Regions from separate parts of the Mus musculus genome. Here all the other regions are linked to region 2. Evidence: chromatin contacts called from public capture Hi-C and promoter capture Hi-C data. All regions are on one chromosome and are shown on one strand. The core of a region is the stretch at or near the end of the contact, and the rest is flanking DNA. Distances in the headings are between cores, read along the strand shown. Region 1 holds the start of Psmd4 (proteasome (prosome, macropain) 26S subunit, non-ATPase, 4). Region 2 holds the start of Rprd2 (regulation of nuclear pre-mRNA domain containing 2). Region 3 holds the start of Pip5k1a (phosphatidylinositol-4-phosphate 5-kinase, type 1 alpha).

What was found. Promoter capture Hi-C pulls out the DNA fragments that hold promoters and counts their contacts. Capture Hi-C pulls out chosen DNA fragments and counts their contacts.
Region 1: a promoter capture Hi-C map of erythroid cells shows a contact between it and region 2, with 5 times the contacts expected there. The contact joins the promoter of Psmd4 here to the promoter of Rprd2 in region 2.
Region 3: a capture Hi-C map of macrophages shows a contact between it and region 2, with 3 times the contacts expected there. The contact joins the promoter of Pip5k1a here to the promoter of Rprd2 in region 2. A contact is called at or near these places in 2 of 115 datasets of contacts at active chromatin or transcription factors (astrocytes and pro-B cells) and 1 of 9 other capture datasets (macrophages).

The regions. Positions count from the first base shown.
Region 1 is chr3:95,041,312-95,044,011 of GRCm38.p6, forward strand. Psmd4 (proteasome (prosome, macropain) 26S subunit, non-ATPase, 4) reads right to left here and starts at 1,303. Exons shown (of 10, transcript NM_008951.2): 1 at 1,197-1,303. The coding sequence starts at 1,222.
Region 2 is chr3:95,817,675-95,820,374 of GRCm38.p6, forward strand. It overlaps Rprd2 (regulation of nuclear pre-mRNA domain containing 2), which reads right to left and starts at 1,279. Exons shown (of 11, transcript NM_001368178.1): 1 at 873-1,279. The coding sequence starts at 1,077. Gm29948 (a long non-coding RNA gene) reads left to right here and starts at 1,206. Exons shown (of 2, transcript XR_375854.4): 1 at 1,206-1,456; 2 at 2,046-2,700.
Region 3 is chr3:95,105,545-95,108,244 of GRCm38.p6, forward strand. It overlaps Pip5k1a (phosphatidylinositol-4-phosphate 5-kinase, type 1 alpha), which reads right to left and starts at 1,386. Exons shown (of 15, transcript NM_008847.3): 1 at 832-1,386. The coding sequence starts at 907.

The DNA of each region.
Region 1 (2,700 bases), core at 53-2,552, 780 kb before region 2:
CCAACCATCTCACCACCCTCAACAAGTAACTATTTTGTTGTTGTTTTTGTTTTATTTTACCACCTTTTGAGACAGGGCTTCTCTGCATGTCCTAGAACTTGCTCTATAGACCAGGCTGGCCTCAACCCCTAAGAGATCCACCTGCCTCTGCTGCCCAAGTGCTGGGATTAAAGGTGTGTGCCACTACTGCCCGGCCCCAACAAGTAACTTGTAAGAGCAATATTTGGGTTGGACTTAAAATTCCCTTTCATACTAAAAAATCACTCATGATTTGCTTGAAATTCAAATTTAACTGGGCATTCTGGTAGTCTTATTTTGAGACAGAACCTTGCTAGGTAGTCCTGATCATGAAAACTCCCTGTCTCATCCTCCAAGTGCAGGAAACCAAGCTTAAGCCATCCTGCATTTAGGTGGCAGTGCTAGCCAATCTCCAAATGAAAACATGGGCCTAGTGACTCAAGTTTTTAATCCTACATACTCATTCCAAGTTCAAGGCCAACCTGTGCATCTTCTCAAATAGCGACTTCAAAGCCAGTCTGAGCTACAGTGTCAAAGCTCCATCTAAAACAATAATGATGACAAATAATAAATGCAATCCAGGTGTGTGATGAGGCTCATTGGTAGAGCACGTTCCCAGCGTTCACAATGCTCTGGATTCAATTCCCAGAAAACACAAAACAAAGTCCTCTTGTAGCCCTGAAAAAAAATATGTTCTCAGCTTTCTATTTATTTTCTTGTCCTCAGTTTCTAATCTAACTCTTAATAGGTACTCATCCCAAGTATAAACCTGATAAAACCTAGTTCATCCTGCTTATCACGGCCTCTTAATTTGCTGTGTGACTACAGCGGATCCCCTAAAGTCCTTCCGACTCATTATGAGACAAGGACTATTTTCCAAGAATGCGGTTGTGAGGTTTACATGCGATAAAGTACAGAGAAAAGAAAAACTTGGAGGCGAGTGGAGGGGGCAGTTGGCCTCTGCTTTATGGGAGACCTGAAATTCAGGGAAGGGAACAGGAGTTCCCGGGCCTGCGTTCCTGGGCCGGGATGACTCAGGGAGTCGTCTGCCAGAGTCCCGCGGGCCCCGAAGCCACATCTCGCCCGGCGACCCAGTCCCCAGCCCAGGCCCTCGGGTTTCGGCGCCACGCGCACCAACAACCCAGACGCGCCCCCCAGCCACGTCCGAAGCTCCTCACCAAACCATAGTGCTCTCCAACACCATCTTGCCTCCTTCCCTCTGCGGACCGGCTCCGGGACTGACAAACAACAGCACCTCCGATTGGCCTGGTGCTCATCACCAATCAAAGAACTCAGTCTTCATGCTGCCCCGCCTCCGCGCCCCGCGGTGTGTTCTGGGACTTGTAGGCGCCACAGAAATGGAAAGGTTGGTTATCCAATAGAGTTGGCTACCTTCGCAGCAGCTTCCGGAACAGCTGTAAGCTCTCTGCACTCGCCTGGCAGCAACACTCCAGTGTGAGGCAGGAGAGCTGTAATTTACCCCCTCTTCTGCTCTCTTTCTTTTGTATATTTGGGTTTTTGATTTGTTTTTGTTGTTACGGTTTGAAAAAGGATGACAGCAATTCGCTGTGGAGCTCAGGCTAATAAACTCTATTGCTTCACCTCCCAGTGCTGTTTACAAGGGGCACACTCATGCTAAGATCTGAACTGCAATTTCCAGGCCAACGTGGGCAACATAGCTACTACGTAGTGACACTGCCTCGAACACATAACAGACACTCATGAGTGCATACACTACTGTGGATATGTCAGTCCAAGCATAATCACTTAAAAAGTGTGTCAGCATCGTTAACCACATTTTAACTTCCTGTTTCCCATTGCACTGTGTTTATGCAACTGCTACAAACACTTGTATCCTCAAATTCGATTTACCTATCTACTGCCTACCAAAAAAAAAAAAAAAAAAAATCTATGCAATTCCTAACTCCAGTATTGAGTCTGACAGGATGAAGGAATCCAGAAAAGTTTTGACCAATTAAAAAAAAAAAAACAAACCAAAAAAAATTTTTAAGCGTTTGTGTGTGTATTCAGGCCCTGCAGAGGCTGGAAGAGAATATCAAATCCGGAACTGGAGTTCCAGGCAGCTGTGAGCTGCCTGTCTTGAGTTCTGGGAACCGAACTCTGGTCCTCTAGGAAGAGCAGTAAGCGCTCTCTCATAAGCACTGAGTCATTTCCCCAGCCCGCAGTAAACACCATGTAATCACCCAAGGAACGAAGGATAGCCAGCAAGTTATTTTGGTTTGTTAATTAACCTTTAACACCAACCCTTGGGAAGCAGAGGCAGGCATCTGTGGGTTTTAGACCAGCCTGATCTATATAATGAGTTCCAGGGCAGCCAGGGTTATACACAATAAGACCTTTTCTGGGGGTCAAAGAAAAGAAGACCTGTTGGCACTTGCCTGCGATCCCACCTATATAATGGAATGATTACAAATTCATGGTCATCTTGGAAATTTAGTGAGAGAATTCTCAAAAATAAAAAGGGAGAAGGGCTTAAAAGATGTCTCATAGTTAAGAGTCCATCCTGTTTTAGTAGAGGAGTAGCATTCTGTTCCCACCATCCATATGGGGTGGCTAACAGCTGCTTACAATTCCAGCCCCAGGGGACTTGATGACTCCTTCCGGCCTCTGTGGTTATTCAAGTAAACACACACACACACACACACACACACACACACACAC
Region 2 (2,700 bases), core at 29-2,528:
TTCTGTATTAAAGCAGTGTTGTGGGGAGAACCACACAGGTTGAAAAAAAAAAGTATACTTGAGATGGGGGTTATATCTAAAACAGATAAATATATTTTAAAATTCACATTTCCCATTTTGATTGCCTATGCAAACAAACTCAATTCTGTAAAGTGTGCTTCAGGAGATTAAAAAGTGGCCGGATATATTTTATACTTCGGTACCAATGATGATTACAGTCTCGCAGTTGTGTCTCGTCAGTATCCCGTGGTCTGTATTTTAGTGTTGCAAACACAGGTAAAAGGAAAACAGGTGGTCGCCTCACAGCTCTGTAGAGTTCCTATTGCTTCACATTCATCCAGGGAAAGCCTCCTTAAAACACACGCCAAGTTTCACCCACAGTCATCAAGAGAAGGCCCCTTTCTAGACATATCCCAAGTTTCACGTCGGCGGAAAACACTGCCTGGTCTAACATATTTCAGGGAAGTGGACAGCTTAAACCATGGCTTGACTAGCCAACAGGAAACCCAGAGATCATTAACACGTCAAGGCCTGTAAGAAATAAACGGACGCGACCATTTCCGTGAAGGTTCAGGATAATCAACAACACACCTTCCAGGGCTCGGAAGGAAACGCGAAAATCTCTACGGGTCTAGGCCCAACGGCCCAAGGTCACGCCAAATGTGAGGCTGAAAAATTCCAAGCAATGAGCCCCCTGCAGAGCAGGGCAACCGTGCCTAGGATGGAGTCTGGGCTAGGGAACACTCGCGCCCGATCTTTAATGTGAACCCCAACTGAATGCAGCAGCTCGGTGGGCAAACCCCAGAGTGTTTTGGGGGCCGCATTTTCTCCATCTCTCCAGCCTCCCCCTTCCTAGTCGCCCCCACACTCACATCTCCGGAGCCACTTCATCCAATGGTAGACGATTGTACTGTGGTGTTTCTTGTTTTCTATACACCAGGACGACAAGCCTTGAATGGATTCCATGGTGTTGGTCACCGACTGGAATTTTCGATCCAACGAAGACTCCAGGGCCCCTGCGGACGAGGCCGACGAGGAGGAGGCCTTACTGCTGCCTCCGCCGCCGCCGGCCGCCATCTTCCCCGGTTTGCACAAGCGCCTCTGGTCCTCTGGCGGCGGCGGCGGCGGCGGCGGCGGGAGCGGGCAAAACAATCAGTGCGAGTGCGTGAAAGCAGCAGGAGGGGAGGGCGGCCAGGGGGTGGGGACGCTGCACGCGCTAGGCTCCTCTGGCGGCAGGAGGGCTAGCTGCTGGGCGCGCTGGCGGCTCCCACACGCTGCGAGGAGGGGCCGCGGCCGCGGAGGACTGTCAGTATGGCTCGGGGGTGGTGTTTAAACCGGGAGTCGGGAGACGACTACGGAGGAGACAGAACCTGCGACGGCGCCGACAACTAAGGCTTTTAGCCTCTACGCTCCTCAACTCTTAAGGCCCTTCCCTCATCCCGTTGGCCAAATTCCGGTGAGCCCAGGGCGGCCTTGGTACCGAAGACGAAACGCTACTCCGCCGTCCCTTCGGCTGCAGAGAGCTTTGCCTTTAGATTTTCTACCACAGGAAAGGCCCAAAGCTACCTAGGCAGAAAATTTTCTTTCTTTTTTTTTTTTTCTTTTCTTTTTTTTTTTTTTCTTTTTTCTTTTTTTTTTTTTTTTTTGCAACGCAATAGCAGCAATAGACCAGCAGAAGAAATGCGCACGCGCACGGAAGCCCCGCCCCTCCGCTTCCTCCTCAATCTTGAGCACGGGGGCCGAGGGGGCGTGATGGCGCTGCGATTCGACCAATCAGGGAAGGGGGTCGGAGAAGCGCGTCGGGACCTGAAGGCGGAGGAGGCGCTGCGTCTCTCTGTGCGCCTGCGCGTTAGGTCTGCGCCTAGCGGGTTGGGAGGAAAACCTGGGGAGGCAGGATTGAGGCGCTCCGGAGCCTAGGACGTTACTAGACCCCAGTTCAGTGCTCGGCCCTGCTTTTGGCTTCATGGCGGGGTTGCTCCCTGGGAGCCTTTAATTCACACTAGGATGGGAAATGCCCACCGTTCTGTGGCTACTGTTTTTGACAGCTGCAGCTGCGTTCCCTGCCACCCCGCCATCGGGGACCTACACGCGACAAAATGGCTGGCACGTCTTGCGGAGTGGGGGAAGACGCGCATGCGTCAGGCCCTGTTAGCTGTTCTCTAGGCACTCCTTGACTAACCTATGCTACACGCCCGACTGCGATGACACCGTTCACAGCCAGCCGACCGACTGCATTCTAGAAAGAGGGAATAAAAGTTAAACGAAAATTTCTCTGAAAAGTCTTCGAAGCGAGGAAAGAGTAATTGACAAGGTGTGGCTTCTTTGCTAGGTAGTAACATCACAATTTCGTAATGCGTTATAGGTTTGTTTTTGTTTTTTCGAGACAAGGTTTTTCTGTGTAGCCCTGGCCGTCCTGGAACTCACTCTGTAGACCAGGCTGGCCTCGAACTCAGAAATCCACCTGCCTCTGCCTCCCAAGTGCTGGGATTAAAGACGTGCACCACCACTGCCCTGTGCGTTACAGTTTACAAGAGTCTTGAGTATTGTGTTTATTAGCACAGCCTCAAATTAACCATTATGGGCTGGAGAGATGGCTCAGCACGTAGGAGCACTGACTGCTCTTCCAAAGGTCCTGAGTTAAAATCCCAGCAACCACATGGTGGCTCACAATCATCCTTAATAAGATCTGACGCCCTCTCT
Region 3 (2,700 bases), core at 136-2,635, 710 kb before region 2:
TAGATGTTTCCAATGTTTCCCTCTGTGCTGACTATAGTAAGCTCCCATGATCCCAGCACTAAGGCCAGTCAGGAAGGCATAAGAAGTGCCTGTATCAAAATACAAAACAACACAACTCCTCATTCCTTTCCACAGTTGTACAACCTAAAGATAGGAATCCCCTAAAGAGTTAATGTGAGAAAGTAAGCATGTGGCTGGCTGCTGCTGACAAGAGATGAGAGGAGGAATGACGCACTGGGAGGGGGGCGGGCGGGGGGTGGGGGAGGGAGTCTGAGCGGAAAGCCACTCCAGGAACTTACTCCCAATAAAATCCACAATTCCCATGACTCTCCATTACTTTTAAGTTCCATAATCCCCTCAACATTTTGATCTATTAATTTCACAATCACTTTGGTATCTACCTTACACCTTTATCTACCAATACTCCGTTTACGTTATTTTGTCTTATTAAGCCCAGATCCTGATGCATGCTAGACGAGATCTCCACTACTAAGCTGTATCCTCAGTCTCCACTGATTCGTTTCTCCACTCCTGTTGTCGTTTCTCTCTTAACCCCCAACCTTCAGTCTCCATCCTTCCTCCTCAAAGTTCTCAACGCAGTCGCCTCTGAGACACTGTGTGAGTTTTCGTCAGCTTCCCTTTTTCTCAGCGACATCCATCCTTTCCCCCAGACTCCTCTAGTAATAGAATTGTCTACTTCAAAGTCCGGTCCTGTCCTCCCTTAGGGGCAACCCCTCGGACATCCTCAACCACAGGTCCCCTCCCAGGACTCGGTCTTGTTCCCATCTCACAGTCCTCCTCAGTCGGCTGCCCGCGTCCCACCCGACTCACCTGCGGTACCAGCAGGGGCCCCGGCATCAAGGGATGAAAACCCGGCCGCCGCTGGCCCTGAGGAGGCGGACGCCATCTTGGCAGCCCCCTCCCCCTCAGCGGCTTCGCTCCCTTTCAATCCGGCTTTTCCTTTTCTCGGAATCGAATCTTCCCCACGTCTCTTCACAGAACCCGCGTTCGGCGGGCTTCTCACAGGCGTTGTTCAGGCTCCAGGACAAGCTCAGGACCGCACCACTTGCCCGGCATGGGGGAGAGCTGCAGTCTCGCACCTTCCTAGCAACTTGAACTGCTCTCCGCCAAAGCTACCTTCTCTTACCAGACAGGAACACTTGAGCCGGGCCCCGGGAGTCCCGCGTCTCGGATAGAACAAACCTAAAGGAAAACCTAGGCACCTGAGGTGCCCCCAAAAGCGAATGCCCCCCCTCCCTCACCTCCCCAGCCACTGCCTGTTTATCCCCAACTCCACCGCTCGGCTCAGGGTGGGCGGCCAAGGAAACCCCGGTATTGCGCATGCGCCACAGCTTCTCGGCGTTCGTCTATCTAGCCGGAGAAAAGAGAAGCCAATCAGAGGGGACTTCGGATCACGTGACAGATGATGCCACACCCCAAGGAATCCACCGACCGTAGACCGTGAGTCTACGGTGGCTCAGTAGGCCAATATAGGTTCGTATCTTTGATCGGGTTGCTAAGAACTCTTGTTAAGAATCAGCTGGACCGAGATGGACTGAGCTCCTCAAATGACAGTCCTGGAAAGAATTCGGAACGCAGCTCTGTGTCAAGTCCGAAATGTTAAGCTCTTGTGCACTACAAAACATCACAACCATCAAGAATTCTTCCAGCCTTTACTGTTTAAGGTGTCGGCTTGTGGGATCTTCCTTCTAAAGACATAAAAATAGATGTTTTGTTTACTTCAAACAGTGCTAGACACAGCGACAGAGTTCATTAAATGTAAATATTTGATAAATAAGGCAATGAGGATTTGTCAACAATATAAGAAGAAAAGTAAGAAAAATACATAAAAACAAAGTTTAAAAGACCTGATAAAAAAAAGACTACAGACTATCAAATAACCTCCCCCTATCCAAAGTCCTCCTTAGCATTCAGTTGCTAATTATCTATACTCCAAAGGGCATAGAAATACAGAGGGATTCTACTCTAGCCTAGTTGTCATATGAACTCTGCCCAGTTTTTTTTTTTTTTTTTTAAAGATTTATTTATTGATTATATGTAAGTACACTGTAGCTGTCTTCAGACACTCCAGAAGAGGGCATCAGATTTCATTAGGGATGGTTGTGAGCCACCATGTGGTTGCTGGGATTTGAACTCTGGATCTTCGGAAGAGCAGTCGGGTGCTCTTACCCACTGAGCCATCTCACCAGCCCTCTGCCCAGTTTTTACAAAGAACCCTAGCAGCTGTGAATATTATGGGAAGCCTAGGGAAGGCCTTTTTGAACAAGCGCTTCTGAAAAGCAAAGACTGTGTGCTAAAGTTCTATGTCCACCTCCTGTCACATTTTTGTACAAGGTAATCACTCAATAATTATTTGTGAAATGAATAAATAAAAGGCATGGGAAAAAACCTCCAGCTTATTGGTTCTAAAGTGGCCTGGACACCTATCCAGATGTTCCTCCAAAGGGAACCCAGGGCCAGAGTATCCATCAAATATCTCCCATTCCTTAACCTCAGATTTCTTCCTCTGCCTTCAAGACCTAAAATATTTGTTTCCTTACTGCCATCTGCTGGATTCTTTGTGCTCCCTTGGGTACTAAAGATTGACAAACTTCATTTGATAGAATTAGCATCACTAATTCAACAGCATTTTGACTCGGTAGCACTGAAGTATTGTATGTTGTACTGTACCTGAAACCT